Linked DNA regions of Mus musculus: all the other regions are linked to region 4. Evidence: chromatin contacts called from public ChIA-PET and HiChIP or PLAC-seq data. All regions are on one chromosome and are shown on one strand. The core of a region is the stretch at or near the end of the contact, and the rest is flanking DNA. Distances in the headings are between cores, read along the strand shown. Region 1 overlaps Sbf2 (SET binding factor 2). Region 2 overlaps Sbf2 (SET binding factor 2). Region 3 overlaps Sbf2 (SET binding factor 2). Region 4 has its middle 42 kb from the start of Wee1. Region 5 overlaps Tmem9b (TMEM9 domain family, member B). Region 6 overlaps Scube2 (signal peptide, CUB domain, EGF-like 2). Region 7 has its middle 32 kb from the start of Gm21123.

Evidence for each region. HiChIP or PLAC-seq counts read pairs in DNA pulled down with a chosen protein or histone mark. ChIA-PET counts read pairs in DNA pulled down with a chosen protein or histone mark.
Region 1: an H3K27ac HiChIP or PLAC-seq map of T-cell acute lymphoblastic leukemia shows a contact between it and region 4, with 4 times the contacts expected there. The contact joins two enhancer-like sites. A contact is called at or near these places in 3 of 15 datasets of contacts at CTCF or cohesin (CD8 T cells, large pre-B cells and pro-B cells), 58 of 484 Hi-C or Micro-C datasets (the 63-12 cell line, the AML12 cell line, B cells and 38 more), 19 of 115 datasets of contacts at active chromatin or transcription factors (the 230-238 cell line, the HPC-7 cell line, the SCID.adh cell line and 12 more) and 6 of 9 other capture datasets (adipose tissue, bone marrow-derived macrophages, embryonic stem cells and 3 more).
Region 2: a contact with region 4 is called in an H3K4me3 HiChIP or PLAC-seq map of bone marrow-derived macrophages, with 4 times the contacts expected there. The contact joins two enhancer-like sites. A contact is called at or near these places in 2 of 15 datasets of contacts at CTCF or cohesin (CD8 T cells and large pre-B cells), 7 of 484 Hi-C or Micro-C datasets (B cells, the P5424 cell line, cerebellum and 4 more), 10 of 115 datasets of contacts at active chromatin or transcription factors (acute myeloid leukemia, astrocytes, bone marrow-derived dendritic cells and 6 more) and 2 of 9 other capture datasets (embryonic stem cells and embryonic trunk).
Region 3: a CTCF HiChIP or PLAC-seq map of the NIH/3T3 cell line shows a contact between it and region 4, with 6 read pairs. The contact joins two enhancer-like sites. A contact is called at or near these places in 1 of 15 datasets of contacts at CTCF or cohesin (the NIH/3T3 cell line), 2 of 484 Hi-C or Micro-C datasets (B cells and CD4 T cells), 5 of 115 datasets of contacts at active chromatin or transcription factors (cardiomyocytes, epiblast stem cells, fibro-adipogenic progenitors and 2 more) and 1 of 9 other capture datasets (embryonic stem cells).
Region 5: a contact with region 4 is called in an RNA polymerase II ChIA-PET map of memory CD8 T cells, with 12 read pairs. The contact joins two enhancer-like sites. A contact is called at or near these places in 2 of 484 Hi-C or Micro-C datasets (the G1E-ER4 cell line and embryonic stem cells) and 2 of 115 datasets of contacts at active chromatin or transcription factors (bone marrow-derived macrophages and memory CD8 T cells).
Region 6: a contact with region 4 is called in an H3K27ac HiChIP or PLAC-seq map of extraembryonic endoderm stem cells. The contact joins two enhancer-like sites. A contact is called at or near these places in 1 of 115 datasets of contacts at active chromatin or transcription factors (extraembryonic endoderm stem cells) and 2 of 9 other capture datasets (adipose tissue and liver).
Region 7: a contact with region 4 is called in an H3K4me3 HiChIP or PLAC-seq map of bone marrow-derived macrophages, with 5 times the contacts expected there. The contact joins two enhancer-like sites. A contact is called at or near these places in 1 of 15 datasets of contacts at CTCF or cohesin (large pre-B cells), 2 of 484 Hi-C or Micro-C datasets (bone marrow-derived macrophages and common lymphoid progenitors), 15 of 115 datasets of contacts at active chromatin or transcription factors (T-cell acute lymphoblastic leukemia, bone marrow-derived macrophages, cardiomyocytes and 8 more) and 1 of 9 other capture datasets (embryonic stem cells).

The regions. Positions count from the first base shown.
Region 1 is chr7:110,445,682-110,449,450 of GRCm38.p6, forward strand. It overlaps Sbf2 (SET binding factor 2), which reads right to left. Exons shown (of 41, transcript NM_177324.2): 9 at 1,333-1,446. Among named protein-coding and RNA genes, the nearest start is that of Gm46027, 160 kb to the right of the region's middle. Within about 2 kb of position 2,505, at least 2 of the 459 cell types and tissues checked have an H3K27ac peak or open chromatin away from gene starts, as enhancers often do. A contact at or near this core is called in the P5424 cell line and T-cell acute lymphoblastic leukemia, where this site is marked.
Region 2 is chr7:110,553,946-110,557,770 of GRCm38.p6, forward strand. The region is part of intron 2 of Sbf2 (SET binding factor 2); the gene reads right to left. Among named protein-coding and RNA genes, the nearest start is that of Gm46027, 50 kb to the right of the region's middle. Within about 2 kb of position 1,501, at least 19 of the 459 cell types and tissues checked have an H3K27ac peak or open chromatin away from gene starts, as enhancers often do. A contact at or near this core is called in bone marrow-derived macrophages, where this site is marked.
Region 3 is chr7:110,524,050-110,528,363 of GRCm38.p6, forward strand. All of the region lies in intron 2 of Sbf2 (SET binding factor 2), which reads right to left. It also overlaps the pseudogene Gm10087. Among named protein-coding and RNA genes, the nearest start is that of Gm46027, 80 kb to the right of the region's middle. Within about 2 kb of position 1,487, at least 25 of the 459 cell types and tissues checked have an H3K27ac peak or open chromatin away from gene starts, as enhancers often do. A contact at or near this core is called in the NIH/3T3 cell line, where this site is marked.
Region 4 is chr7:110,161,511-110,165,851 of GRCm38.p6, forward strand. No RefSeq gene overlaps it. Among named protein-coding and RNA genes, the nearest start is that of Wee1, 42 kb to the left of the region's middle. RefSeq lists an enhancer at 1,299-4,341. Within about 2 kb of position 2,786, at least 301 of the 459 cell types and tissues checked have an H3K27ac peak or open chromatin away from gene starts, as enhancers often do. A contact at or near this core is called in the NIH/3T3 cell line, the P5424 cell line, T-cell acute lymphoblastic leukemia and 3 more, where this site is marked.
Region 5 is chr7:109,740,429-109,744,672 of GRCm38.p6, forward strand. It overlaps Tmem9b (TMEM9 domain family, member B), which reads right to left. Exons shown (of 5, transcript NM_020050.1): 4 at 3,119-3,253. Among named protein-coding and RNA genes, the nearest start is that of Tmem9b, 9.7 kb to the right of the region's middle. Within about 2 kb of position 1,458, at least 31 of the 459 cell types and tissues checked have an H3K27ac peak or open chromatin away from gene starts, as enhancers often do. A contact at or near this core is called in memory CD8 T cells, where this site is marked.
Region 6 is chr7:109,850,070-109,854,249 of GRCm38.p6, forward strand. Scube2 (signal peptide, CUB domain, EGF-like 2) reads right to left here. Exons shown (of 22, transcript NM_020052.2): 4 at 2,365-2,499. Among named protein-coding and RNA genes, the nearest start is that of Scube2, 14 kb to the right of the region's middle. Within about 2 kb of position 2,167, at least 87 of the 459 cell types and tissues checked have an H3K27ac peak or open chromatin away from gene starts, as enhancers often do. A contact at or near this core is called in extraembryonic endoderm stem cells, where this site is marked.
Region 7 is chr7:110,666,033-110,670,315 of GRCm38.p6, forward strand. No RefSeq gene overlaps it. Among named protein-coding and RNA genes, the nearest start is that of Gm21123, 32 kb to the right of the region's middle. Within about 2 kb of position 3,034, at least 43 of the 459 cell types and tissues checked have an H3K27ac peak or open chromatin away from gene starts, as enhancers often do. A contact at or near this core is called in bone marrow-derived macrophages, where this site is marked.

The DNA of each region.
Region 1 (3,769 bases), core at 1,255-3,754, 280 kb after region 4:
AATTCTAGAAACATTAAATTTCTTCAATGACTCAAATATGAATTTTTCAGCTACTGATATATCCATATGCAATCAACCCAATTATATAGTTAATGTATTTCTTTAAAATTATTCACCTTTTGAAATGTAGTATTATCTGAGATGATACTATATTTGGAATCTCAAGTCTTTCCATCATTTAAAATATGCATTATAAGAAACCAATAACTATCCTTGCCATGCCTTAATTTGCCATGCCTTAAAGGCACGCGTTCATCTCTCTACAAAATAAAATTATTCACCTTTTGAAATGTAGTATTATCTGAGATGATACTATATTTGGAATCTCAAGTCTTTCCATCATTTAAAATATGCATTATAAGAAGCCAATAACTATCCTTGCCATGCCTTAATTTGCCATGCCTTAAAGGCACACGTTCATCTCTCTACAAAATAAAACATCCTATGAAGTCTAGAGTATAGCCCTTTTGAAGTGATATGATTTGCTCAATGGCATCAAGTTGCAGAATGGAAACTGAGTCCTATATTGGTTTCTTTCCCATTCTGCCACATTTTGTATTTCAGATTACAAAATTTATTAGGAAACATTGGGATTTTCTAAAAAAAAAAAACCTCCCTTTTATAGATAACCATGACAAAAAACATATGAACTAACATAAAGTAGAATGTTTGCTGAGAATAAAATCATTCCTGTAACTGTATACTTTAAGCTTCTATTTAAGGAAGAAAACAAATTTTCAACAGCCTAGACTAGAGTATTAAGATTATAAAGACCTTAATTCTACTAACATCCTCAAAAAGAATGTAGAATTCTTTGGAACTCGCTTTGTAAACCAGGCTGGCCTCCAGAACTCAAGAGATCCTCTTGCCTCTGCCTCCTTAGTGCTGAGATTAAAGGCAGAGTTTTATTTTCACAATATTTGGTATATAATATCTACTGTATAAATATACTGAATGAGAAACAAATACTCTTTATATAACTATCTACTAAATGAAGGATCCTCTTCTAAAGACTATATAAGAATTTGTTTCAAACATAGGACTCTAAAAATAATTACACTCTAATGGGGTATAGTGGTACATAACTTTAATCAAAACACCTGAAGGGCAGAGGCAGGTGAGACCAAGTCAGCCTGGTCTACACAATAGTGCCAAACCTACACAGAGACAGCACTTCTCAACATAATGTGTGAGTGTCTATGTGTAAACATGTATACACAGAAACACACACACACACACAGAGTTATAGACAATGTTTTTTTTTTTTTTAAATTCCAGTTATCTTAATTTCAGGTTAAATCAAGAAGAATTACCATGAACAAAGAGTCATACCAGAGAAAGTGCTGATTGAGTCTGATGAAGAAGAGGCTCCGGGAGGGATGAGAGGTGAATGCATTCAGGAATTTTAATAGTGCCTCCATCCAAATCTGCTATGATTACATCTAACTAAAAAAGAATTTTAAAATTAACCACAATTCATAAAATACATTTGTTTTAAAGCAAATTGTCCTTAATTAACGCAAACTGAGAAAAACCAAATTGAGAAAGAGGTTCATAGTAAGAGTTCTTAATTACACAACATGTCCCAACTTCCTTGGAATTTGGGTATTGTACAAGAGTGGAAGACGAAAAAATGATATGGGCACTCCTGTGCTTCAGAAGAGGAGAGCTGTAAGGCTCTTCTATGTCTTCTTCTGTCTTTCCATAGGAAGGAACTATGAACTGGCAGCGGCCTAGCATTAGTCATCCCGATGATGACACTACCTGAGGGGACTGTAATAGAGAAAACATAAGGAAGGAGGCCTGGATGGTAAAGGATGCCATGGAGCAAACGACGCCGACACATTGAGGAATTTCTACAAGGTGCTGCGTATTAATGGTAAAATTCCATGTTAACTGAGCTAGTGCATTTGCATTCCATATGAATCAAAACACAAAGCCATATGTATTAAACAATTACTGTTTAGATGTAAAGCCTAGCTTGGGAGTGGTGATGTACATCTTTAATTCTAGTACTTGGGAGGCAGAAGGATGAGTTCAAGGCCATTCTTAGCTATGTAAGGAGTACAAGTTTGTGATAAACCTGTGATACATTAGATTCTGTCTCAAAAACCAAGACAAAAACAAACACCCCAAACCTGATTTGTAGCATTCTAAAAGGTCATATCTAAAAATAACTTACATAAATAACGGAAGATTTTGGTAATGTGATTATAATTCATTCTTATCTTTTTATTAAAATGTGAAGAACCCTACAACTGTCAACATTTGGTTTGTCCTATCTCTATCTTTAGTACTACTAAAATAATTTACAAATTGTATGGGGCCTACTTTTTAATAAACATGCTTATTAGCTTATATATTTTAACATGATGATACTGGAGTTAAAAAGAACTAGATAGATCTGAAACACAATGTTAGGAGAACAGATTGGTATATGTGCAGGGGTCTTCTTTGATCACTCAATCGTGTCAATGACATCTCTGATGTGGTTCCAGCTGCAGTTGCTATGTGAGCCACACTGAAGCTTCCTTTTTGCTAACGTTTAGAAAAGCAGCAGCCTTACAAAGTCTTGTGGATTACAGATATCATGCAACAAAATTCTTTTGGTAAAGAACTTTTCTTATACTCCATGAAAAGTGCCACGTGGTGTGCTCCCTGCACTTGAGGCACAGAGCTTCAGAACACAACCCCTCATCTCACACCAAGAACCCCACCCACTCCATTAGCTGACAGATCTTAAATCTGACAATATACCCAGTGGAATTTGTTTCTGTATACTACACCCACTGATGTTAGTTTTTAGTTTATATATCTCCAAACAACCACCTTCTCCTTCCTCCCTATGCTAGTCTGTAACTATTAACATTTAGTTATTAAATAGTATTAAATTATTACCTGAGACAATTTCCTCAGAGAACAGTAGTTTCCTAAACTTTTGATTCTGAAGTTTTCTGATGCACACTTTTATAGTACCAGTAGAAGCATGATATCCGTAAACAAATTATTCTTGAACTAGCTTTAACGTCTCTAATGTCACATGGACTAGAAATTTGGTGGGAGCTCAAAATGAACTTGAGTTTTACTGAATTTAAACTATTTGCAAACTATTTTATTCCTGTTAGTTTTCAGGCATTCTATATTGGCAGATCTCATTTTAAAATACTAATAAGTTAAGCGCTAGTAAGAAAAGTATGAATAAAACAATGGATTATTAATCATTTATTATCACCTATAGCAGCTGTTCTCACCCTGTAGGTTGTGACAATCCCTTAGAGGTAGATCAACCCTTTCACAGGGCTCACCTAAGACCATCAAAATACATAGGTATTTACATTACAATTCATAACAGTAGCAACATTACAGTTATGAAGTAGCCAAAAATAATTTTATAGTTGGGGTCACCACAACATGAGGAACTGTATTAATTGGTCATAGCATTAGGAAGGTTAACAACCACTGATCTACAGAAATACAGAATTTCTCATATGAGAAATATGGTAATAAATCTGATCTGGTACACAAAGGTTGTTTAAAAGTGAGACACGGTAGCCCATGCCAGGACATACTCAGAGGCTGAAGTGGATGGACTGTTGTGAGCTCAGGACCTTTAAGTTAGCCTAGGCCACATAGAAAAACTCTGCTTTTTGTTTTATTGGTTGGTTGATTAATTAGTTAGTTTGTGTGTGTGTGTGTGTGTGTGTGAGAGAGAGAGAGAGAGAGAGAGACAGAGAGACAGAGAGACAGAGAGAGACAGAGGCAGAGAGAG
Region 2 (3,825 bases), core at 251-2,750, 390 kb after region 4:
TAAAAAGCACAAGAAAAGACAAAAATATCCCAGAACTGGAAAAGCAGTTATTATGTTCGGTTTAGCTTATTTTCATATTTTTTATTTTTAAATCTATCCAAATTAAAACTCATCATCTCTACACAGAAGACAAATTCTTTATGAAAAAAATGGAAAGAATAAATTCAGCATCCTCTACATCAGAAATTTAATTAATAGTGAGTAAATGTATAAAACCATTTGGAAATTATGAAAGTTTAGCATTCAGGTTGAACATGCAATCTTTCATTTAGAATTTAAGTATATCATGTATGTGCTATATGAGAAGTAGAGATAGCAACAAAAAAAATTAAATAATGTGCTCTGATCCTATATTTGTCCTTAAATAAGGTAAGAAGCTGGTATCTATTCAATAGCAAGAGCTATGTTTTGGATATAATCCAGCTGTCCCCCAGGGTTCACTGTGAGTAAGACCTTGTCTGGAAGGTGGCTGTGAGTAAGACTTTCACAGTAGGGCAGGACAGTGTTTATAAAGGTCAATGGAGGAAAGATGTATTTCCCGGAAGACCCCCTTGTAGTTCTTATGAAGGAGTCGTTAGAAAAAAACAGATTACCCAGTATCTCTGATTCCCTCTGGGGAATAATTTTAATAACTGAATTAATTTCTCCAAAGTATCTCTGATTCCCTCTGTGCCTACTGCTTGCTCCTGCATGTATGTCCACCATAGCACTCCATACTACAGAGCCTGTACTACTCTGTTTGGACTTTCAATTTCCAAAGCTATGAGTTAAATAAACCTCCTTTTCTTCTCGACCAGTTATCTTTCAGATCCAGCATTTCCACTAGAACACAAATACTACCATAGTTTAAAAATGTCACTTCCAAAACACTATGCCTCGACTGAAAGTAATTAACAAGACTGGCATTAAATACTAGCTTTGTTGCATCCTACCTGATAGACTTTGTTAAAATTATGTACACTTCCTAAGCCTCACCTTACTTGTTTGTAAATTAATACACTAGCACCAATCATCTAGTTTTCATGAGTTTCTCCAAGTATTTATAACTGCTAGATAGTAGCCTTAAAGCTACATGCTCAATGTCACTCTAACTTAGAAATGCTATGAAGGTTTTTTCATATGTATCATCAGGAAAGGGACTATCACCCTGGACAAACAAACTTAGAAACGGAGATAGACTACTTTTGACATATATCTTTCTTTTTACTATTAAGAGTTACAATCATACAGTATATCAGTTACACAAGTTTGTGAAAATTTAACTTTTATTCACCTGAAGTTATTGTCATTTCCAAAGCTTACTGCCTCAGTCTGCCAACCTAGGCCTAGTCCGGGAACCTTCCTGCCTCTGTACAATCTAATCTAGGCCTAGCATGTTTTCAGCCTCTGAGACTTACTGCTGAATAAGCTCACCCTTTCTAATTCTTTCTGAGCTCTGGCTGGCTGGTTCTGTCTCTACTCCTCTACAAACTGAATAATGATTCAGTCTAACTTCTCTCAGCTTCTGCTGACTCATTCACATTAACTCTAGCAATCTGTTCTAACTTCTGGTTCCTTCTCATTCTGTCTTCACCTGTGTCTGGCTTGTTTTCTCTCTGCAATCTGTCTCTGTACAATTGTCCCAGGAAAGCTGCCACCTCCTTTCTTTCTTTCTACTCTGAAGTAGACTCTCTTTCCTCCCTCTTCTCATGGAAGTGGGGCATATCCTATTCTGTCAAAATTTTCTCTGATTTGTCACTTTGTCTGCCACTCAATTAGACATCACTTTCAAACATGGGAGCTTCCTCCTACAAACTAACTTTACCTTCATTGTTGGGGATTAAAGGTATGTACTATGGGTGTGTCTCTATTCCAGCCAGAGGGATTAAAGGTGTGTGCTAAGGGCAGAGTCACACCACAATTAGAAACAGGGTTTTCCAGTAAATAACACAATTTCAGGGTTCACAATGAGATCAAATATTCTGCAACACAAGTTACTGCTGTTCATGTACAGAATCATATATCTAATTTATGTAAGGATAGCATAAGGCAATAATTAATAGTTTAACACTTTTATCAAAGATTAACAGAAGTTTATTCAGTTTTTAAAATGAACTTCAATATTTGTAAGTTAAATTTACTTTGTAAGTACAGGCACTAACAAATCAAAGTTACTCTTAAGTATAAAAAAATGTTAAAGAATAAGAAACCAGTGGGGTTGTGGGGCTGGCTCAGTGGGTAAAGTGCACACCGTGTGAACCTGATGATCTGAATTTGATCCCTAGCACCTAGATAAAAAGCCAGATGTGGTAGCATACACTTACAATTACAGCACAATTTTCTATGACTGTGAACTGGAGACTGAGATAGGAGAAACAGCAGGAAGGTCAAGTGCTAAAAGGCTTGGAGTATGCAGGGCTGCAGCCACAAGAAGGGAAACCCTGCCTCCAGATCAGAATAGGAGAGAACTTCCTCCTGAAAAGTTGCCCTCTGACCTCCACATGAGCACTGAGGCATACACATGCAACACATTCAACATTCCTCAAGTATTAACTGCTCTCCAAAGTTCTGAAATGCTATGGCAAGACTCAGCCAAGAAGTCACATAGAAAGGTCTTGGGTGGTGGCCTCCATTCCACTAAATCAGTAGTATACACCTCCATCTGCCATTGTACTGACACTTCAACTTTTCTTTGAGTTTCTCTCCCTCCCTCCCCCACCCTCCCCCACCCTCCCTCTCTGTCTCTCTCTCTGTCTCTCTCTCTGTCTCTCTCTCTGTCTGTCTCTCTCTCTCTCTCTCTCTCTCACACACACACACATACACACACACACAATCCATTTACTAAATAGTAAAATCAATTTGTCTCTCCCTTACTGCTAGAAAAAAATACCAGATGTATCACATATTTATCTGTCCCCTTGATTTATAAAATATAAAAGTATCCTTCTTGGTCCTAGCAAACTCTCTACCCCAATCCACAATCTCTTTGGCCTACCAATATATGTTGCTCTAGAAACTTGTGAAGGTTTCATCATTCACACTGCAAAAAGGCAGCAATCTATACATCTATATTTTCATGTGAACAAAGACATAAATTCAGAGGAAATTTGATCAAGACCCCAAAATTTCCCCTTTTAGTCAACACTAAAAGGGATGCTCAAACAGTCTAAAACATTTGTAGTACAAATGCCTGGTTATTCAAATAGTAAGACCACTTGAGGAAGCATATGGGACAGAAGAGGAAGAAATGCAAGGGGCACTCCAAGAAGTTACTGTCCTTGGTTACTCACATCCTTCCCCATTTTCAAAGTCAAAATGTAAACCTCTCCTTTCTACCCACTACCAAAGCATGGTTCTTTATTACAGGGTGAGCTTAAAAGTCATCATTACCTCAGCTACAGTAAGAAAACAACATTCTCAACCTGTTTCTGTTCAACATGTTTTGTCCTAATGGACATTTCTAAACCATGCTAATGAGGAAAGAATCAATTCAGGGACTAGAGAGAGCACAGTGGTTACGGAGCACTGGCTCCTTTTGCATAGGACCTAAGTACAACTCCTAGAACCCACATACTGATTCAATTACAACTGAATTCAGTTACAATCGTCTCTAACTCCAGTTCCAGGTAATATGATGCCCTCTTTCAGTTTTCCTAAGTACCAGGAATGCATATGGTGCATATACATACAGGCAAGCAAAACACTCATACATATAAAATAAAAATATGAAAAAATAACTATTTTTCCTCTGAAAGAGGTGCTAAAATATATGAAACAAACAGCAATTATAAACAATGAAAACAACTGTGTAGGCTGGGTGTGAGGGTGTGGGGCTGTGGGTGGAGG
Region 3 (4,314 bases), core at 237-2,736, 360 kb after region 4:
CCCAAAAAGTTTCAACACGGTGTGTTACTTTCTTGTGTAAGAATCTATAATGGTCTGGGTATAATACATGCCTATAATCTTAGCAGTTGGAAAGTAGAGACAAGAGGAACAGTAGTTCAAGGGTATCATAGTTGAACCCAGTCTTCTTTTAAGAAAACAAGCAAATAAATTACAATGGTTTCAGGCTGGAGAGATGGCTCAGCGGTTAAGAGCACTGACTGCTCTTCCAGAGGTCCTGAGTTCAATCCCCAGCAACCACGTGGTGGCTCACAACCATCTGTAATGGGGTCCGATATCCTCTTCTGGTGTGTCTGAAGATAGCAACAGTGTATTCACATAAAATAAATAAATATTTTTTTAATTACAATTGTTTCTTATTGCCTCCTACTTCAAATACAGATACCTCACAACTTTAAGGCCTCCACTATCTGGCTTCATAAATTTAGAAAATGGCAATTTCCATCCCAACTACCCCCTAGTCCCTGCCTGAGCTCCCTGACCCAGTCAGCTCTTGCCTCTTTGAGCAAGTTTCCATCTTTCCTACTACTTTGCTTTGGTCTGCTCACTACCAGTGTCTGTGTCTCCATAGTGGAAAAAATCCTAACCAGCCTTCAGACTTAATTCACTCACATAGGTTTTGAGTTCTTAGCAGAGCAGAGACACTATCACACAGTTACACAATGGCATGCACCTATCCCTTTCTAAACAATTACTTTTCCCTAATAGATTTTAAAAGCCTTAGGAATGTAGAAGGTGTCCATCTTTTCTCCATCAGAGGAGAGAAACTGAATTACAAGTGGCGGAGTTTTTAGGGCTTGAGTATAGCTTAATGAGAAAAAGCTAGCTGGCTGACAAGAGGCCGTAGGTTCAATATACTGCATGAAAGAATGAAAAGGATTGGAGAGGTGATGGTAAAGGAGGAGAGACTAGATGGGAGGGGCAGGGGAAGGGCAGCAGAGGAGGGAAGGGAGGCTTTAAAGACAGGAAACTCAATCTTAAGAGAAATTAAATAAAATCCTCAAACTTTCAGAGTGACAAAGCAGTACAGTAAGTTCAAAGCTCAGTTGGGGAGAGTTTTGTTTTCACAGTATTGACAAGCAATTCAAGATTATTGAGAGGGGAAGAGTGGACAAGGACTGGTGACCTACCTCTTAGACAGAACTACAAAGATCTATTTGAACTTGGTGAAACAGCCTTACAAGACAGCTTGCCCTAACAATAACCACACACCAGGACTCCTCTCAGGATGAAAGGGAAGCTGTGATGCTACAGAATGTCTAAAGAATGAAAAGTATTTAGTTTAAACTAACAAACAAAAAAAGGGAAGGAAGGAAGGAATATAATACTTCTGGTCAAAAGTCCTCTTTCTGGAATTCATGATGAATGAGAAGAATTTTCATCTTGAAAAGCAATGTGCAACGTGCAGTTCCTCTACAACTGCTATTCACTGAAACAACTGATCTTATTACAAAACAAGTTAAAGAAACAAACAAAGCCTCTTTCAATTGCTGCTCTGACTCATTGTTAGAATTCACCTTTCCTTTCACTTCAACACAGTTACAGATACTGAATGCCAAATGTTAGTTACACTGAAGCACAGGACATTAGACAATTTTAACATCAGTAAACTGAATTCAGCTATCCTTAGTCACTGACTGATGACTCTATTCCTACTTGTACATTTTTAAAGTAAGATTTATGTCCTTCCTGGAAGTTCTTTTTGCATTCCAGATTACAATAGGGACTCAAGTATAACAACAACAACAACATGCATACGTAAGTCAAGCAGTAGGCAGGACAGGACTCAAATTCTTCAACAAAATACTAATCTTTAAAAGATTTTAGCACAATGAAACTAAGTTCTGGTTTAATATCAAACCTTGAAATGTAATCAGAAAATGTATGTTTCTGATCTGTGCTTTAGAAGAAAGTACTTACAAAACTGCTTCCCACTCTATAGGAAGTAGTTGCTTAGACCAGACCATGCATCCAGTGACGAATGCCATCCGGTAAAACAATTACCATCAATCTTCATCTTCCAGGTTTAACAAAACTAAAAGTCTGTTTCCTATAAAGTCTGAAATGATGGTTGAACAGGTTATTTTTAATTTCTAGGATAGAAATAATAAATTTTTTAAAGGTGGTTTTGTAACTGCTCAGAATGATTTTAAACTCACAATTCTCCTGCCCTGGCTTCCCAAGCCATTAAACTTTTAAGCAGTTATACAAGTTCTATATTTAAATTACTTTAACAAATGACTGTTTTTTATTTCTGCTACTCCTGGGGGCAAGACACACACACACACGCACACGCACGCACACATGCACACATGCACGCACACATGCACACATGCACGCACACACGCAAATACCCCTTCCTCTGTTAAAGTCACATCTGCAGGGGGGCAAAGGCTACTAAAAAAAGAACAACCAGCTCTTTCAAGTTCATATCCTGCCAGCAGATACTCTGCAATGGTCAGGGATGTACTGTCATAAGGGAATAATGTTACATACTTAAGAGGGAAATCCTAGGCTCAAAATTAAAGTGGCTGCATTAATAATATACTTAACTACATAAATCTGTGGTCTCTGCCTAATTCTCTGATTTGCGATGTTTTCTAAACGTTATATGACAAAGACTGAGCATACCTCTTCCCCTTGTCTTTTGCAGTGAGTATATTTATAATTAATGGCCACGGTTCTTCTCTAATTGAGACATCGGCAGTTGGGGTGTCGGTGAAAGTTGTCTCTTCCTGTGTGAACTACGTCCCAGGAGCCTACAGAAAAGCGCTGGCTTCTCAAGCCCCTAGGAAGGTGCCTGGCTCCTCCACCTTTGTCACCAGTTCTTCAAGTTCGTCGAGAAAAGCTGAAAATAAGTATGCAGGAGGGAACCCAGTCTGTGTGCGCCCAACTCCCAAGCGGCAAAAAGGCATCAGGGAATTCTTCAGGCTGTCCGCTAAAGAGTCTAAAGAGGAGAGCCAGATTCCTGAAGAAGCAGGAAGCAGTGGCTTAGGAAAAGCAAAGAGAAAAGCTTGTCCTTTGCAACCTGATCACAGAGATGATGAAAACGAATAGAATTTACTCATCTGAATAATGTCTCCAGTTTTTCCACATTACTTACATGTAAATTCGGGTAAATGAGTTTGTCCAATTGGCTTGTTGATGGGGAAAAAAAAATTAGGCTAAAATTTAGCCATTCTAAAGAAACCAGCTATGAGAATGGAGAATTTTTATAATTTGTACATTTGAATTGCATGCTTCCACTTATGCCCTATGCTCTCCTTTCTTACCTGTTAAAGCTTCTTCTTAAAGCCAACATTCCCTGGCACTCTACTTGCTACTCTACGGTCTTTGCTTAGATTTTTGTACTGATGCCATTTTATGGGCACTGATTATGGAAATGACGCCATATTGTTATGGCATGTTTGCTTTAAAAATTTGACTTAGGCCGGGCGTGGTGGCGCACGCCTTTAATCTTTAAGAGTGAGTTCCAGGTCAGCCAGGGCTATACAGAGAAACCCTGTCTTGGAAAAAAAAAAAAAAAAAAAGACTTAGTCTTTTTTACATTAAAATTTTCAATATTAACTAAAAAAAAAAATTAATGGCCACAAAGTATAAGTATTCACACTGTTGTACATCCTTAAAGACCCCCAACAATGCAGCTTAGGTTTCTGGAGGGTTTTTTTCCTTTTGTTTTGTTTATTTAAAAGATTCACTGACTTCAAATCTAATGTCTAAACTGGAAACAACAAGTAAACTATAGATATTTAATTTCTTGTAATGAAACTGTTTTCATAATGCTAATAAGCAACATCAATAAGTATCATTCACCAACTGACAGATGATATCATCCAGCAGCTGATATGGAGCTGGCTCACAGAAATGAAAAACATACACAGAGAGCCAATGAGTGAAATACATGTGCAACAGACAGTTTTCAGGTTGACCTGCTTTGCTCAGACTGCCTACTTCCTTCTCTGAAATCTCTCAGTTTCCCCTTTTATTACCAGTATTCATTCAGCCAACTTGTCCTTATGGAAAGATTTAACACAAATATGGAAACATTTTTGACACACACCACACACACATACACACAGACACACAGACACACACATACACACAGACACACACACACACACACACACGCGCGCGCGCGCGCCAACTCTGTTTCGATTAGGAAAGGTTTTGTTTTTTTTTTTTTTTCTTTCCTCCCACCAAAAGGTAATAAGAAGGGGAGGAAAAGCATTAAGCCTTGGCTATACATCAGACTGTCCTGGCTGCCTCACAGTCAATTTTAAGCATGATTAGTAGCTG
Region 4 (4,341 bases), core at 1,536-4,035:
TCTGGAAGAGCAGTCAGTGCTCTCAACCTCTTGAGCCATCTCTCCAGCCCCACTCAATGCTTTATGACTCTTGCTTTAATGACTCTATGAACTATGATAGTATTTTAATTCATATCTAGAAAACATTTGAGCATATTAAATATGAAATCTTTTTATTGAGACAAGACCAGACTGGCCTTGAATTCAGAGATCCTCCTGCCTCTGCCTTCCAAGTGCTGAGATTAAAGGTGTGTAGGTGTGTGCTACCACTGCCTGGGTTAAGGATAAAATCTTTGTTTGTATTTATTTTTATTTAAAGTACACTGTAGCTGTCTTCAGACACACCAAAAGAGGGCATCAGGTCTCATTACGGGTATTTGTGAGCCACCATGTGGTTTCTGGGAATTGAACTCAGGACCTCTGGAAGAGCAGTCAGTTCTGTTAACCGCTGAGCCATTTCTCCAGCCCCTCCCCCCTTTTAAGATTTATTTATTTTTTATTTAAAGTACACTGTAGAAGGATGAAATGTTTTTTTGTTTGTTTGTTTTTTTGTTTTTGTTTGTTTGTTTGTTTTTTTGAGACAGGGTTTCTCTTTATAGCTCTGGCTGTCCTGGAGCTCACTTTGTAGACCAGGCTGGCCTCGAACTCAGAAATCCGCCTGCCTCTGCCTCCCGAGTGCTGGGATTAAAGGCGTGCACCACCACGCCCGGCTCCTGAAGGATGAAATCTTAATACTTAGTGTCTGACTCTAGCTTTGGAAGAGAGTTGGGTGAAGTGACACTTTTACAAAGTCACCTCCTTCTGAGGTTGTTTATATTAAATTTATTAAGGTAAAATTAGATATTTGACTATATCAGTTTAGCCTAATGAATTTATGATTGTTTTTCAAAGTACTATTGTATGCTCAGTTCACACAGAATCCGTGGGTGCTCTGCTGGGCGCGCACTCTCGCCTCAGGGCTATTTTAATATTTTCTGTTCCTTTCTGTTTCCTCCCTCAGGTTGAAGTAGACCTGTTGCTCATTTCCTTTGTCTCTTAGTTCAGATCTCATCTTATCGATTACCCCCTACCCTGCCTAACCAGATGCTAGTAGCATGTCTCATCTAGCACTGTTCTGAGCTTTCTCTCAGCCTTCTCTTATGGATCAAATCGCATGAGTTCTAGGCCAGTCTGGTCTCCACAGCAAGTTCCAGGCCAGCTAGGGCTACATAGTGAAACCCTGTTTCAAATAAAGAAAGTGTCCACAGACCTGCAATCTCTCAACTGAAGTTTTCTCTTCTCAGGTGACTCTGGTCAGCTGGAGGGCAGCAGGTTTTTGTTTGTTTGCTTTGCTTTTCCACTTTGTTTTGTTTATTTGTTGTGCTGCAGACCTACACCAGACTCTTAAGCATTATAACCCATCCCCCCAGGCAATTTCCTGTGTAGCTAGGGATGGCTGACTGGGAACACACTGTAGTTGTAGCTGTGCCTGATCTTAAACCCCTGATCTTCCTGCTGCCACTTTTCAATTAAGCTAAGTAGTTAAGAACACTCAGTTAACAACTGTTTGCAACTCCAGTTCCAGGGAATCCAGTGCCCTATTCTGGCCTATATAGCTCAAGAGTCTGTTTTTAAAATTATCATATCGTTAGGGGCTAGAGAGCTGATTCAGTTGCTAAGAGCACTGGCGGCTCAGTTTTCCCTATGACCCAGGTTCAATTCCCAGGGCTCACTTGGTAACGCACAACCATCTGTAACTCTGGTCTCAGAGGACTCTAACGCCCTCTCCTGCCTTTGGTGGGCACTGCATGCACATGGTGTACACATATACACATAAATAAAAATACAGGAGGGGAGAAAAAGTGGCAGTTTTGAACTCCTAATTACCTGCCCTACCTCTCAGATGGGCGGTGCTACCCACCCATCTTATTAGATTTGTTAGCGTTTTTTTTTTTCTTTTTTGTTTTTGTTTGTTGTTTGTTTTCTTTTGAGACAGAGTCTTGTTGTGCAGTTCAGGCTAGCCTCAAACTCACATTCTCTGATTTTGAGGTGCTAGATTACAGGCTATCACCAATATATCTGTTTTATGTAGGAGGCTGGCGGGGGGGGGGTTGTTTGGTTGTGAGTTTTTTTTTGTTTGTTTGTTTTGTTTTACACAGGGTTTCTCTGTGTAGTCCTGGCTGTCCTGGAACTTACTCTGTAGAACAGGGTGGCCTCGAACTCAGAAAGGTGACTGACTCCCAAGTGCTGACTGTAAGGGCACGTGCTACTACCACCCAGTTCTGGTTTGTTTTTCTGTATAAAGTTTTATTCATTTGAGATACTCTCAGCTTGAATTTTGTTGGAGACAGTTTTTCTCAGGCTATTATTATTACTTTTTAAAACTCTGTTTAGTGTTCATGGTTTTGAATTCCCTTGTAATATTTTGTTATTTAAAGCTGGAGAATTCCAATATTTATCCACAGATAAAACGTTTACTCTAATTGATATTGCGTGTCTTTGTCTTTAAAACATTTACCATTTTAATCCCTGAAAGTTCATTTGATGTCTGACTTGGAACTTAACATTTTTTACACCTCGAAGTTTTCATTCACTTCCTAGAGCAGCGCTCCTGCCGAAGCTGCTTACCTTACTGAGGTATTTGGAAATGTTACTTCATATCGACCTGATCAAGTTTCTCCACGTTTGCTCTGTCTCATGCCCTTACTGCCGTATTTGGAAATGTTACTTCATATCGGCCTGATCAAGTTTCTCTACGTTTGCTGTCTCATGCTTTTCAGTTGAACTCAGCTTCTATTTTTAACTTCAATTGAGCGGGGTTAAAAGGAACGTCTCGCCCCCTGCTGGCGCCCGTGGTCCCGGGAAGACCGGACAAAAGCCACCACGTGGCTCACATCCTGGGCTCAGTTTTCTTAGGAACCCAGAGCCCCATGCTTGCTAGGCAAGGGCCCCAACCCTGATCAACGCTTTAGCAGGCGTCCTTTTGCTCAAGTCTAGAGCGTCACTGGTGCCAACTCTCCAACACAGGGAGGAATTGGCTTTGCTTAATTTTGCTGCAGAGTGGGCTGGCCCTGCTAAATCCAGGGTACCGGGCACTTAACACTGTGAGGTCGCTGTGCGGAGCTAGACTCTGGGCGCTCCCGTTTTTTCCTCACCACCCAGGTGTCCATTTTCTCTTTGCCGCGACGTGCCTGCATCCTTTTCTGCCTTGGAATTATAATCGAAACACTCGGTTCAGTCGTGAGAAACATGTTTCATATATGCAACGGGTGCTCCGATGTTTCTACGACTAGCCTTAGGAGCCTAGAGTACGGTTTGGTGGTCAAAGTCATGATGAGAAGCAGAGGGTCTGAGGGGTCGGAGGGAAGGCACGATGAACAATATTAGAGAGCATTACTGGAGTTACCGAGGCTAGGCAGTCCGCTGGGTTATGCACTACACCCAAGAAGTCTGCGCCGCCCCGTGGTGCCAGTGCGCAGCCGCAGTCCCGTAGCGGGACCGAGCGTTCCCAGCAGAGGGCACTCACAGACAGGACATTCCGCAAGCTCTTCCTGGGTGACCCAGGGACTGCACCTGTGGCCTGGGTTTCCCTTGATCATGCCCTGACAACCCGCGTCTGGGAAATTCAGTCAGAATCAATCCAAGACCACAATTTAGAGACAGGTAAGCTTGACGGTGGTTGCAGCGTTTGGTGAAACAAAACGTCAAGACCAGCCTCTGCTACATAGAGAATCTGAGGCTATCCTGAGTTACAGTGAATCCTGTTTCAGAACAAATCCCTCAAAGTCCCATTGTCTCTCTGGCCTTGAAGCTCTTGAGCCCCGGATCTAGGATACTGCTTGTTGGACTAAAGGACTCACTAATCACCTTTCCCAACCCTGCCCAGGTATACCACCTCTAGTAAACAGACTTAACTAGTCTTTGAAGGCAGTAGTTCTTTTCAATGAATTCCTATTTATTTATTTTCTTATTTATCACCGTCTGTAAACAGGCTTTGAAGGCAGCATGTGTTATAAGATGTGTTTATTCAAGCCTACCAGGGGTCCTTAACCTGGGGGTTGACTCAAGTAGAACATTTTAGGATCCAGGGTTATTCATGAAACTGGGTGAGCTGTTTCAACTTTTAGGCAGACGTGCAGTGTTTTTGGAAGGAAGTCCAGTAGTTTTTCTGATTACCAAAGAGTTCTTAAGTTTAGTTTGTGGGTCCAGGGCTCGGAACAAATGGCTCAGTGATTAAAGCACTTACTGTTCTTCCGGAGGACCCAGGTTCAATTCCCAGCACTCGCTTCACAACTGCCTGTAAGTCCAACTCCATAGGATTCAATGCTCTCTTCTAGCCTTAGTGTAGACACACATACGTTAAAAATAAAAATAAGTCTTAAA
Region 5 (4,244 bases), core at 208-2,707, 420 kb before region 4:
TCAGCTGGGGCTCTTAGTGACAGTGTCTCCAATGGTCAATGTGTAGGCAGAATTAATCACCGATGGGCCAAGTGGTTACTAAGCATACAAGCCCATCAGTTAATGTCGTCTGTCCTCCATGTTTACACCTATGTATTTCTGCACCAGCTTACATTTTGCGTGTATTACACTAACATTTTGTCTGAGGGAGCAGAAGGTAACTAATGCTGTAAGGATGTATTAAAGAAAGCATAAACCTTTGTGCTAGGAACAGAACACTGTGAGGCCTTTGATAGACATTTTATGCCAGTAGTTCTCAACTGGTAGTGATTTTGTCCTCCTGCCAGGTTTCTTAAAGGCAAGGTTTCTCCACAACAAAGGATAATTTAACCCTAGTATCTATACAGTCAGGGTTGAGAACATATAAATGGAAATTACCATGGAAACAATATTTGAGATTCTACTGCTTTGCTATACAAGTTCTCTAGGCATTAATCCTACTATCTGATTTATGTGTGTCCTGTGTTTAAGATTTATTATTGTTAATTATGTTGTATGTGTGTGCATGTGCCTACCGAGACTGGAGGCCAGAGGCACCAGAGCCCCTGGAGCTGGAGTGACAGGCAGTTGTGAGCCATCTGATGGAGGGACTGGGATTGAAACTCAGATCCTCTGAAAGAACAATGTGTGTTCTTAACCACTAAGCTATCTCTTAAGCCCTTTGGGGTCTTGTTTGTTTGTTTGAATTTATTTTGTACTGAGACAGGTTCTCAAGTTGCCCAGGCTGTCACTGAGCGCCCTATGTGACCAAGAATGATCTTTAACTTTTAATCATCCTGCTTCTACCTCCTAAATTTTGGGGTTACACATACATACCACAACATCCTGCCTGTCTGTGCTTAGTTTTGTTTTTAAATTTTAATTTGTTTTATTACATCAGATCTCCAGACTCACCTTTCTCTCAGCCTACCAATATATTTCTGAAATCAATTGTTCTTAATTAAAATGATTGTTTTGTGTATGTATGATGTGTATTATGTGCTTGTGTGTGTGTGTGCTGGGGAGGGGGGAGTATAGGTCCATGGGAAGGCCAAGGCAGCTGTATGGAGGTCAGAGAACAGCTTCAGGTATCAACCTTGCTGGAGGCAGGGCCTTTGATTGCTCACCGCTGCATGCATGAGGCAAGCGGGCCCTGCGTTTCTGAGAAATCTTCTGCCTCTGCCTCCCATTTTGTAGGAGCACTGGGGTTTCAGGCAGACAGGTGCTACTGTACCCAGCTTTTACATGGACTTTGAGATTCAAACTCTGGTCTTTATGCTTGCATACCAAGTACTTTATCTACTAAGCCATCCCCACACCTCCTCCTGATGGTCTTTAAAACTATCTGCAAGTTTTAGAAAAGCTAGGTGTGGAGCCTGTAGATGCCCCAATCCCAGGCTCTGCAGGAGGTGCTAGTGCTACCCTTAGTGGTTACACTGTAGACACTGCGAATCAAATAACAGGAAATATGTGAATTAAATAAAATGTTTCTCTTTCCTTTCCTTTCTTTTTGGTGTGGTTTCTATTGTTGTTGAGTTTCTTCATGTAGATGAAGCTACCCTCAGACTTGTGAGTCTCCTGTCTTAGCCTCGAGAGTACTAGGGTTACAAGTCCCTATCCCCAGCCGCAATGTTTTATTGAGTCAAGGGCTCGCTAAGCTCCTCTAGCTTCCCTTGACCTTGTGATCCTCCTGCCTCTGCCTCCTGAACACCTAGGATTTCCTGCACTAAAAATACTTTTGATGGTGGTTAGCAAGTTTACTCCAGGCTTGGCTTTGCACTTGACTCTTGAAATTACACTGGGTTTTATCCACTTTTAGGAATGTAGTAAATAAAATGAAAAGAAAAAAATCATTCTAAATAGTAATTATATATGATAATGGAATATTTGGAAATATTCTACATATGACATTGATAGGATTAATAATCAATTCTCTAAACTATACTTAACAAGCTTATAGATTGTGTCAATTCCTAGACATTTTTTTACGTGTTTCTCTGTGTGTGGCATGTACATATGCATGCATGTCTGTTTACATGTATGTGTACACACATGGGTCAGTGCATATGCACATGTATGAACACCTGTGTCTGAAGGCCTGAAGTTGACATCTGGGGTCTTCCTCTCCTGCTCTCTGCCTTACTGAGGCAGGTCTATCAGTTAACAGTGCTCCCTTGTGTGGTCAGTATAGCTAGGCAGCTGGCTCTTGGATACTCTGTCTCCACCTTCTGCTTGCTGGAGTTACAGGCAGGCCACTTTGTCCACACAGCGTTTCTGTGAGCCCCAAGGATCCAAACTCTGGTCCTCACATTACACAAGAAGTGCTTTATCCACCAAGCTGTCTTCCTAGCTCCCTTTTAATGAACACTTTTAATGAAGTAATGTTAAAGCCAAAAGGAAACCATCACACAGTTTACACACTGGGAATAACAATCTATGGGCAAACATGTTTTAATTATAGGAGAATCTCTAGAGTGATGGCTACATTTTTTTTCTAAAGTTAAAGAAAAGTACCATTGCTTCTTCTTTAAGCAAAACGATGAAAGAACATACAGAACAGTAGGTTACCTGTACAGGAGTAAGACAAGAATGTCATGGCCTTCATCTTCCCCTTTCAATGGAAATGCTTGCCTTTTTTTCTTTTGTGTTTTTGGAGATACGGTCTTACTGTTTAGCACTGGTTTTCCTGGCTCTCACTATATAGACCAAGCTTGCATCCAATTTACAGAGATCTACCAGCCATGACATCCCAAGTGTTGGAACCAAAGGCATGAGCCACCGCTTGCCTTCAAAAGTATCAGGTGATAGAGGCAAAATGTTTTGCAGGGGCCTGAGGAAAAAGCCTACCCCGGATGTTTTCCTGCGCATGAACAGCGAAGGCTCCTGGATAAATCCTCACCAAGGACCACCAGTTGAAATAACTACATCTACAGCTTGCTAGAACAATTTCTTCATCGAGAGATACACACTAGTTAGAACATGCATCAGTGTCTAAGTGAGGACCTGCAGTCTCATGGAAAGATCTACCTACGACCATTTCCACCACACCATATGAGGGCAGAGGCTGGCAATGAGCAGCTACCGCAGCACCAGAACTTACCCCAACGTCATCATCGCTCTGCAACAGCTGGGAGTGTCCAAAGAGGCGCCTCTTCAGGATGGGCTCAACTAAGGTAAGATATACCATGTACAGAAGCAGAAGGCCCAAAATAGAGAGATAAATTATAATGGTAACCTAAAGGATAAAGAAAAGATGACACACCTCAGTGCAAGGCAAGATAGCAAAGTTTGTTCAGTAACAGTGACATCTTGGGAAGCCTGACACATCTACTTGGAGCACAGGGTTGTGTACAGCCAGAGCCCAGCAGAAGAGGCAACCTGAATCCACCAAGGCAGGAAAAGAGGGAACAAAGTGGTGCCTCTGGGTCTTTTTGTGGGTCCCCACCACCCCATCATTCGCCACTGTGGCCTGCACCGTTGTTTTCCTCTTCAGCTGAGCACAGCATTCTGCATTCCGCATCACTGCGGAAACCACCCACAGGAATCCTAGCTGAATGATGATTCCAGCGGGTTTCAAGAGAGCATCCCTTCAGATTGATGGAGGTCAGCAGAAACGGCTGTCAGGACAGTGATTTGGGGTATTACATCATGTGCTGCCACTTGACATCCCCTCAGTTGGCTGTAATAATACAGAACACACTCTGGCAAAGGCAGGGAAAGGCGGAACCCTCACATGCTGCCACCGCTTTGGAAAACTGTCCAGCCATCTCTTCACAAGCCAATTTACCACTCTGTGAATTTTCCCTCGAGAAAAACAAACACATCCATACAAAAACACTCAAGACAGTATTTTTTTTTTCTTTCTGGTTTTTCAAGACAGGGTTTCTCTGTATAGCCCTGGCTGTCCTGGAACTCACATTGTAGACCAGGCTGGCCTCGAACTCAGAAATCCGCCTGCCTCTGCCTCCCGAGCACTGGGATTAAAGGCATGCGCCACCACGCCCGGCACACTCAAGACAGTATTATGGAAATAATCCAAATATTCATGAACTGAGAAGCAGTCAGACAGTGGAATACTATTTAACATGAGATGAAGTCCTATGCATACTACAACTCAGACAGAGTAAAAAGTCACAAAGGACCACATATGACTTTACTTACATAAAATATTAAAAATGGGTACAGGTAGTTAAAAATAGTGACTATTTGGAACCAGAGAAAATAGA
Region 6 (4,180 bases), core at 917-3,416, 310 kb before region 4:
GAAACTTAAAGTAAGGATGGGAAATATTGTACAAGACAGGAGATGAGCACTGCTGCAAGCCCAGTCCTCCTTGTCACCCGATGTCGCCTGCAGCTCAGCCAGGGCAGCAGTACACTGTCTAAATACCCCAGAGCAGACAAGACAAAAGAGAAAGGCTCGTTCTGACAGCCTGAACACCCCTGAATGGGAACAAAGGCAGATGGAGGGTGAGGTTTCCCCTCCATTACACGGGTGAAAACACACATTCTTTTCATCACAGCTCTAGGCTTTCTAAGTGTTTTTAACAAAAAAATTCAGTAGCTTGAGTTCCATCCAACTCAGCTGCTAGGTCTCCTTGTTGAAAAATACTTAGTAAATAATTATTAAAACAAAACAGTAGCAATAGAAAATACTAGCCTGTGACATCAGCTCCCCCCCCACCCACCCACCCCCACACACACACATTTTCCATGGTGGATTTTAGAGTCTTTGAATACAATCTCCAAGAGGCTACAGTACACATGAAGGAAGAAGTCCTTAGGAATGTAGAAGTCATTTGGTTGAAGAATTCAAGTTCTATGGTGGAAGTGGGTTGCCATTGCAAACTGCTGTAACCTGCTGGAATTTGCCTAGTAGTCAAACTGAAATTCGACAGAAGATCACAGCACTTCCAGACCACAATAACAATTCTTGGATTTGGGTTTTAGTTCCAGACATTTATATTCACGTTAAGTACCCATCAGGGGATCCAAGAATGTCTGAATTGTGGAAGAGTTAGAATTCTAATACAGCTCACAGAAAGAACTCGTATTTACCTCTGCTCTAAGAAACCTGTAGGAGGGGAGAGGAGAGCTGAGCCAGGGGTCTGGAACACAGGCTAAGTAAGAGACCAGAAGCCCAGGCCGCTGCTGGTGGGCAGAGCCTACGTGGGGGTGCAGAGGCAATGGCTTTACCAGTAGGTCCTTCCTCCCCCCACAGCCACCAGAGGAGAAAGCCAGAGTGACGTCCTGGAAGCAGACTGACAGGAGAGAGCCCTGAGTCAGGTCACCCTCTGCCTGACTCCTTAATGAGTCCCTTCTCTAGGTCTATCATGTGAAACTTCATCCAATGCCACCAGAATCTTGAGATCCCGGCAGGAAGAAAAAGCCACCACTACTATTCAAGGGTCACACCTAACATGAGATAAGAAATCAGAACCAGTGTTTGTGACTCCCCCCACCCCGGTGAGCATTGAGAGTGAACAGATGGGAACAACAGCTATCAAATACACTGCTCCCCAGCACCAAGGCATTCTGTCAAGTGTAGCTGAATCCACCATTCTTGGAAAATAAAAGTAAAATCATCTTCCATGAAGAAACACTTGAAATGTCCACTAAGGCCATGGCAAATAATAAATTTATAAGTCTGTGATTGATAATGGAAGAACTTAAAGTGACTTCACTCTTAAGATATGGGAATCATACGCATCATATGCTAAGATGAGTGAACTGTCTAATATTTGGGCTCTTAAATCTAAAGACAGGAGGAGGCAACACCAAGGAGACACAGCCACTAAGATAAGCCTATTTGGCTTAAGAAAAAGCAGAGAAATAAAAAGATGACATTCGGTAAAAAAACCAACCGATTGGCCACTTGTGCTTGATGCCCCTCCCTCCAAAGACTCCCACAAAGCTGTAGAAATTTAAAAATAGTAGAAATAAAAGACATAAACTCAAAAAAAGACAAACTCAAAGCAAAGATTATGAGAGGAAGGCCTTCAGAAGCGCGGTAATGGCTGAGTGGGAGAGAGCATGGGGGTGGGGGGGGGGAGTCCAGAGAGAGTGTTTTCTCCTGCCCACAACCCCCACAGAACCCTAGAAGCACAGAGCCCAAGAAATGCAAAACTCAGGGAAGGGCCAGAAGTGTCTTGAGACTGTAAGGAGGCTAGTCCGATAGGGAGGGAGGATCCAGCTCCCGCCCCGGCCCGCATCCCCAGCCCAGGGCATAGGGCTTGCTTGCACTGGTACTGCGGTTTTCAGCATCTTTTTGAAAAACTTGGCAAATCACATACCTTATTTCTCTGGAACCATGTACTGAGGTTTGAAATGTTCTCTATTTAGAGATTAGGATCAGAGGGTGTGAAAGTTTGCAGGGACCGCAGAGATCCCGAAGCCTGCCTGCCACGTTGCTAGGTGACAACCATGAAAGGTAACAGAGCTTGCCGAGTCTCTCTAGCAGCACATTGTGGACTTGTCTCCATCTTCTAAGACTTTCTAGACACTCTGCTTCCAGGATAAAGTCTTCTCATATGTGAAGGGGTGGGAACTCTGATGAGACTCCGCCCCACCACCACCACCACCACCACCACCACCACCACCACCACCGCCCTCAGCCAGACTAAGATACCTTCTGAGCGGTGAATGCAAGTGTGCTGATTGTCACTTAGAAAGAAACCTTCTTTGCAGCGACATTCATAGCTCCCAATAACGTTGGTGCAGATGTGCTGGCAGCCACCATTGTTCTCCAAGCATTCGTCCATATCTGGAGAGAGAGAGAGAGAGAGAGAGAGAGAGAGAGAGAGAGAGAGAGAGATTGTCTTTCATGGCTATTTCCAAAGTCCAACCCAGCCAGGAGGCTCAGTGGCTCCTGCTAAGCGGAGACAAGGTTCCTCTTGTCCCTGTATCACAGAAACTCTCCAAGCCAGAGCCAAAGGAGCCTGTGGTTGGTTCACCCAGCCCCCATGGGTCCATGGGTCTAGGGCTCACCTAGTCAAGCTCAGGGAACAAACACAGAAGCCAATGAACACCTTCAATTTCTAAAGCACAGTGCCAGATGGGTGAGATAATGCTTAGCTTCCCGAGAAGGCCTTCAGGAGAGACAAAGACAATGTACAATGGATTCTAAGATAAGAGAAGGGTGGGGCAGAAGAAAGAAGGTAGGTAGCATGTGATTGTGTGCTATCAACACTGTGCCCTATGGGGAAAGCTGATAAGAGATGGGCCTTGGGATCCTGCCGTTACAAACCTGGAGGAGAGCGATTCCAGGCTAAAGGGCCAGAGCCCTCCCCTAGCACAGAGGCGGGGAAGCTCGGAGTGTATTGGATAGCGGTGAGTCATCCCATTTGGCTAGAGCCTGGGAGACGTGGAGGGAAGTCACAGGAGATACATTCAGGAAGATAGATTAAGGCCCCAATGCTTCTGGGTCTTAAATAGGAGGCGAAGGAGCTCCTGTTTCACTGTGGTGGGTGAAGAAGTCAAGGCCCCTTCTTTGGAGGAATCTAAGACAGCGGTAGGGCAGACCAAAAAAAAAAAAGCAAAGCCTGAAACCTGGCTTTCTCTCTGTCTGTACCCAAAACAGCCAAGCTAGGGCTGTGGGCAGAGACAAGCAGATTGGAAGGAGCTGGAGAGGCAGGCATAGAAAACTGCTGGGTAAACAAGATGCCGCAGGGATGTCACTGTTCCAAGGCTCCTTAGAGGACAGGAAGGAGGCTTTCTAGAAAGAAACATGAGGAAGACTAAGACTGATGCTGGTCTCAGAAACAGGAATGAAGACTCAGTTTTGCTCTCAGTGTAGAAAGAGATATCCTAACAGACTGAGCAGGGCCCAGCGGGCATGAGGGAGCAGAGGGATAGAGAACACTGTGGCGTGGCATGAGCCCAGCTTTGAACACCGGTTGCAGAAGACAGGAGGGCCAAAGAATCGGGGAACGAGGAGAACAGGAGCAGAAAGGTGCAAGGCAAGGGGAGAATCCTGTCCGCGACGGGGCAGGGAAGATGCAGAGAAGTCAGCAGGAGCTCCCAGAACCTGGGAAGGCACAGTCAGAAAGGCAGGAAGTGAGGTTCCTCAGACCTGTTACTGCAACCCACCCCTAAGGGAACCGTCCTTCCACAATAGCCTGAGACCCTGGCACAGCTGCCCCGGGCCACTGTCTGGCCTGACTTCTCAATACTCTGTGGGTCCCCATCAGACTGCGCACTCCTGGCAGATGTAGATTTCTGTCTTATAATATAATAGTATGAAATAGTGGTGGGCAGAGCAATGGACAGTTCACTAAGTGGTCAACTGATGAGCAACAAGGAACAAGTGCCGACAACCAGAGCCAAGGCGAAAACTTTCAGAGAAGTTCAGAGATCACAAAGGCTCAAGAAGAAAGGTGATTTTTAAAAAAAAGAAAAAAAGTCTCTAGTTTAATATCTCATGTGCCTATCACTGACTCCTGGGT
Region 7 (4,283 bases), core at 1,784-4,283, 500 kb after region 4:
CGTGTCTCCTGCTGACCTCTGCCTCCAAATTTGATTTCTTGCCCATTAATTATTAAAGAATGTGTTTTTTTTAAAAAACTGGGCCCATAAGGGTCCTACCAGAGGGATAATTGGATATTCTTGGTTTCGGCTATGTGTTATTTTTTGTTTGTGAGGTTTGGCAAGAGATATAGAAAGTTACAGAGGAGACTGTACTGGGCCTGCAGGAAGGCTCAGAGGGTAAAGGTAATTGTCTTTAAGCTTGAATACCTGAGTCCAGTCCCTGTGACCCACATGGTTGGAGGAGAGAGCCCAGTCTCTCAGCTCATCCTCTGACCTGCCATGCACACAAAATAAATAAAATGCAATATAACATTGTTGGATATGTAATAACTCTCTTAGTTGTTATTGTGACCTGGCTAGCCCCGCAATAATCAGAGTCCTATCGATTTATTTAATCAGCGTTAGCACAATTACTGGGCAATTTACCCCTAAACTTCATTTCTATGCTAGATTGGCTATTTCCCAGCTATGTTCCCCAAGTTACTTGCCAATAGTTGTCCTGTCTCTGCTGATTTACCTCATCAGGCCATTCTCTCTCCCCTCCCTCCCCCCCCCCCCCCCCCGCCTTGTGGTCCCTACAAGGAGCTAAAGCCCTGTCTACCTCTACTCTCCCCAGTAATTGGCTGTCAGCCATTTATTTAACCAGTCAGAAACAAAGCAAACATCATTGGGGTACGTGAGAATGTGCTTGTCTGGACGGCCACCAGATCTTGAGGGCCAGTATTTAGCATCTGAATACATAGCAGCACCAAGTCAGCCCACAACAATGTAAAAATATTTATGTAGTTTTAAATTATGTGTGCGTATGTTTGTGAGTTTGTGCACATGAGTGCAGATGTCTGTGGTGTCCCGAGAAGACACCCATAGCTCCCGGAGCTTACAGAGTGTGTAGCCATCCAAAATGGGTTCTAGGAACTAACTTGGATCCTTTTCTAGAGCAATTTGTGCTCTGAACTGCTGAGCAGTGTCTCCAGCCCCAGTAAAGTATGATTTTAAAAAGGAGGCTACGTCCACACAGAAGCAGAGAGAGGTGGGGGTGAAGCTGTGGGTGTGTGTAGGAGACTCTGCTGCAGGAAAGTTAGAAAGACTGGAGAAGGAAGGGGGCGAGAAGGCAATGAATGGAGACAGGGGATTAACAATTTTTCTGATTTACTTAACTGAGAAATAATTTTGAATATACAACTTCCTCTTGGTATCCACAGGAGTTTAGGTCAAGATTCTCCCAGACAGATGTAAATCTTTGGATGGCCCTGACCTCTTTATTTACTAAATGTTTAGGCATAAAATGTAATGGGTTTCATCATGGCCTCTTCAAACATATCCCAGCCTTTTACATAAAATGCTTTAGCACTTGTGTAAAACAACCTTTTATGGACTTTTAATTTGAAGACATCGTTAGGTGTAAATATTACACAGGTAGTTGCTAGACTCTACTGCTTAGGGAATAAAACCAAGATTGTCTGTACATATTCAGTATACATGAAGTTAAAATTTTTCTTTCTTTCCTCCATTTGTTCTTCCTTCCCTCCCTCCCTCCCTCCCTCCCTCCCTCCCTCCCTCCCTTCTTTTCTTTTTTCTTTGTTTTCTTGGGGAGGCAGATCCTGCTAAGCCCAATCTCTTCTCACTTGAACTCACTGTGAAACCCTGGCTGCCTTCAACCCCACCCCCACCCCCAGCGTCCCAAGCTGGGGTTACAGATATGAGCCACCACGCCAATTTTTTTGTTTGTTTGTTGTCTTCCCTCAGTATTTCCCATCTGTATTCAGTTGACTTTGAATATATGAAACATGTGGGCATGGAGAGCAGACTGTCTTTATTATGTACAACACGATGTATTTGAATATGTATACTTTGTGGAACGGCTAAATAAGGTGAAATATATTATATACGTATGTATATATATATACTTTCTGTAGTGCTTAAAGGGTTAAAAAGTATATTCTGCTGGATAGTGGTGGCACAAAACTTTAATCCCAGCACTCAGGAGGCAGAGGCAGATGAATCTCTGTGAGTTTGAGGCTAGCCTGGTCTACAGTCCAAATCCCAGGACAGCTAGGGCTACACAGAGAAACTCTGTCTCAAACAACCAAATACACGCTACACCATTTCCTGAGGACTGTGTTGGGTAGCCTAGGAAAGCACTGTGGAGATGTTTGTACCACTTTGCTCGCTCTTTGTTAGTTCTGTCACATTACATGAGACCAGAGCACAGCCGTCACACACACACACACACACACACACACACACACACACACACACACACGCATGCACGCACACAGTAAAGACAGCACTCTTTAGCCTGCTTGGGAGACTCCTGAGTAATTGCTGATGTAATTGTTTTTTTTCAGAAACTGTAACAGGCTTCTGAGTTATGCATTTGCTCAGTTGGTCTTTGCCAAAAATGGCAGGTGCTTTGTGTCACTGCCTGTTGACAATGGCTGAGCCTCAAAGGCATAGCCGTTCCAGGGTAAAATGACTTGAGGACCAGAGGTCTGGAGGGGTCACACTAGGTGTCCCTGGTCTTCCAGACATTACTATTAGTAAACCGAGGAAATGACAGCCGGTTCAGAGTCCACTGTCCTCAGTGGCACACAAGTCCTAGGTGTTGTCATAGATGTTTTAATTAGGATGTCCAATTGGTTTGAATCAGAGGAATGCAATGTAAGGCTCAGGCAGGCAGGAGCCTCTGACTTACTCAGAGTTATTTGCCTGCGTCTTAGCACAAAGCCAGGCACAAGAGGACCCAAGGCCAAAAGCTTAGGAGACAGACAAGTCCATGTGATGACTCCCGAGTCCTCTCTTTCCTAATTCTTTACACTCCTTGGCACAGCTGCCTGCTCACCACAGGTGTCTCCTAAGAGCTTATGTCCCAGTGTTTCCTTCTCATCCTGGAAACGGAAGTTCACTTTGAAAGTGGCTCTATTGTTTGTCTGCTTTAGCCTCCAGCTGAACGGGAGCAGTTGGCTGCATACTTGGCCAGTCTGCTCACCGTGTGTTTTTGTGATCTGTGACACTTCCTTTCAGATCAAGTATGGTCTGGCATGACAGCAGGAGCCAGCAGACAGAGAGTAGCTAGGATCTACTTTCTACTGGTGTTGTTTGCATTATGATGTCCACAGAACCCCACTTTTCTCTGTCCAGAAAGAAAGCACATGGAACAAAGTGTAGGTGAGTAAGACTGGACCTGAAGATATTTGGATTTGGATCTAGAGAGATGGCTCAGTGGTTTAGAGCCTGTGCTGTGTTGCTTTTGCTGGGGATCTCTGTTCAGTTCCTAGCTTCCATGTCAGAAGGCCATAACTGCCTGTAACTCCAGCTTCAAGGGGTTTAATGTCGGTTTCTAGACCTCTCTCCAGACACCTGCGTGAACTTGCACATATTCCTCCCCCCACCCCGCTCCGGTTAAAAGTTGTATAAATTAAAAATAAGATTTTTGGATCCCCTTGATGGAGAAAGTGAAACAAAATAACCCTTTTATTTATAACTTGTAAGCTGTTTTGTCTCCTAAAAGAGGAAGCGTCTAAAGAAGTGCTTCCTGTAGGAATACTATTCTTTATTATTAAAAATCATGAGTAAATAAAAGCATGACATATCAAAATTAACCATACTCGAGTCTATAAACGTAATGAACTGTTTTTATACAGTTATGGTTGGCGTTACAAAAGGAAGCTCTGGAGCTCTGCATTAGACTTTACACTTTTAGCATGAAATATATTTTATGCACATATTCACCATCCAAACCAAAATGTCCATGCATATTAGATTAAAAAACCTTTGATTTCCTTCTTCTTGAAGCAGGGTCTCACAGTCTAGCCTTGGTTGGCTTGGAACTTGTTTGGTAGACCAGGCTGGCCTTGAATTCACAGGGATATGCCTACCTCTACCTCCTGAGTTTGGCATTAAAGGCATACCCCACCATGCTCCTCGATTTGTTTTGATTTTTGATTTTTAAAGGCAACCCATGAACTCCTAACCTTCCTGCTTCTACTTCCCAAGTGCTGGGATTACAGGTGTGAACGAACCTATACCCAATGTTTTTCCTGCTGTGGGTTGAATCCAGGACTCTGTTCTGGGCAAACACTATACTGGCTGTGTTCCAGTTTCAGCCATAAGAAAAACAAAAAGCAAATAAACAAACCAAACCTGAATTTGGAATGAGGATGATCTGACAACTTGATTCTAAGAACCTGAACTTTTTACTTTGCAAAATTAGGTTAGTTGTTGACATGAATTATAGAGCT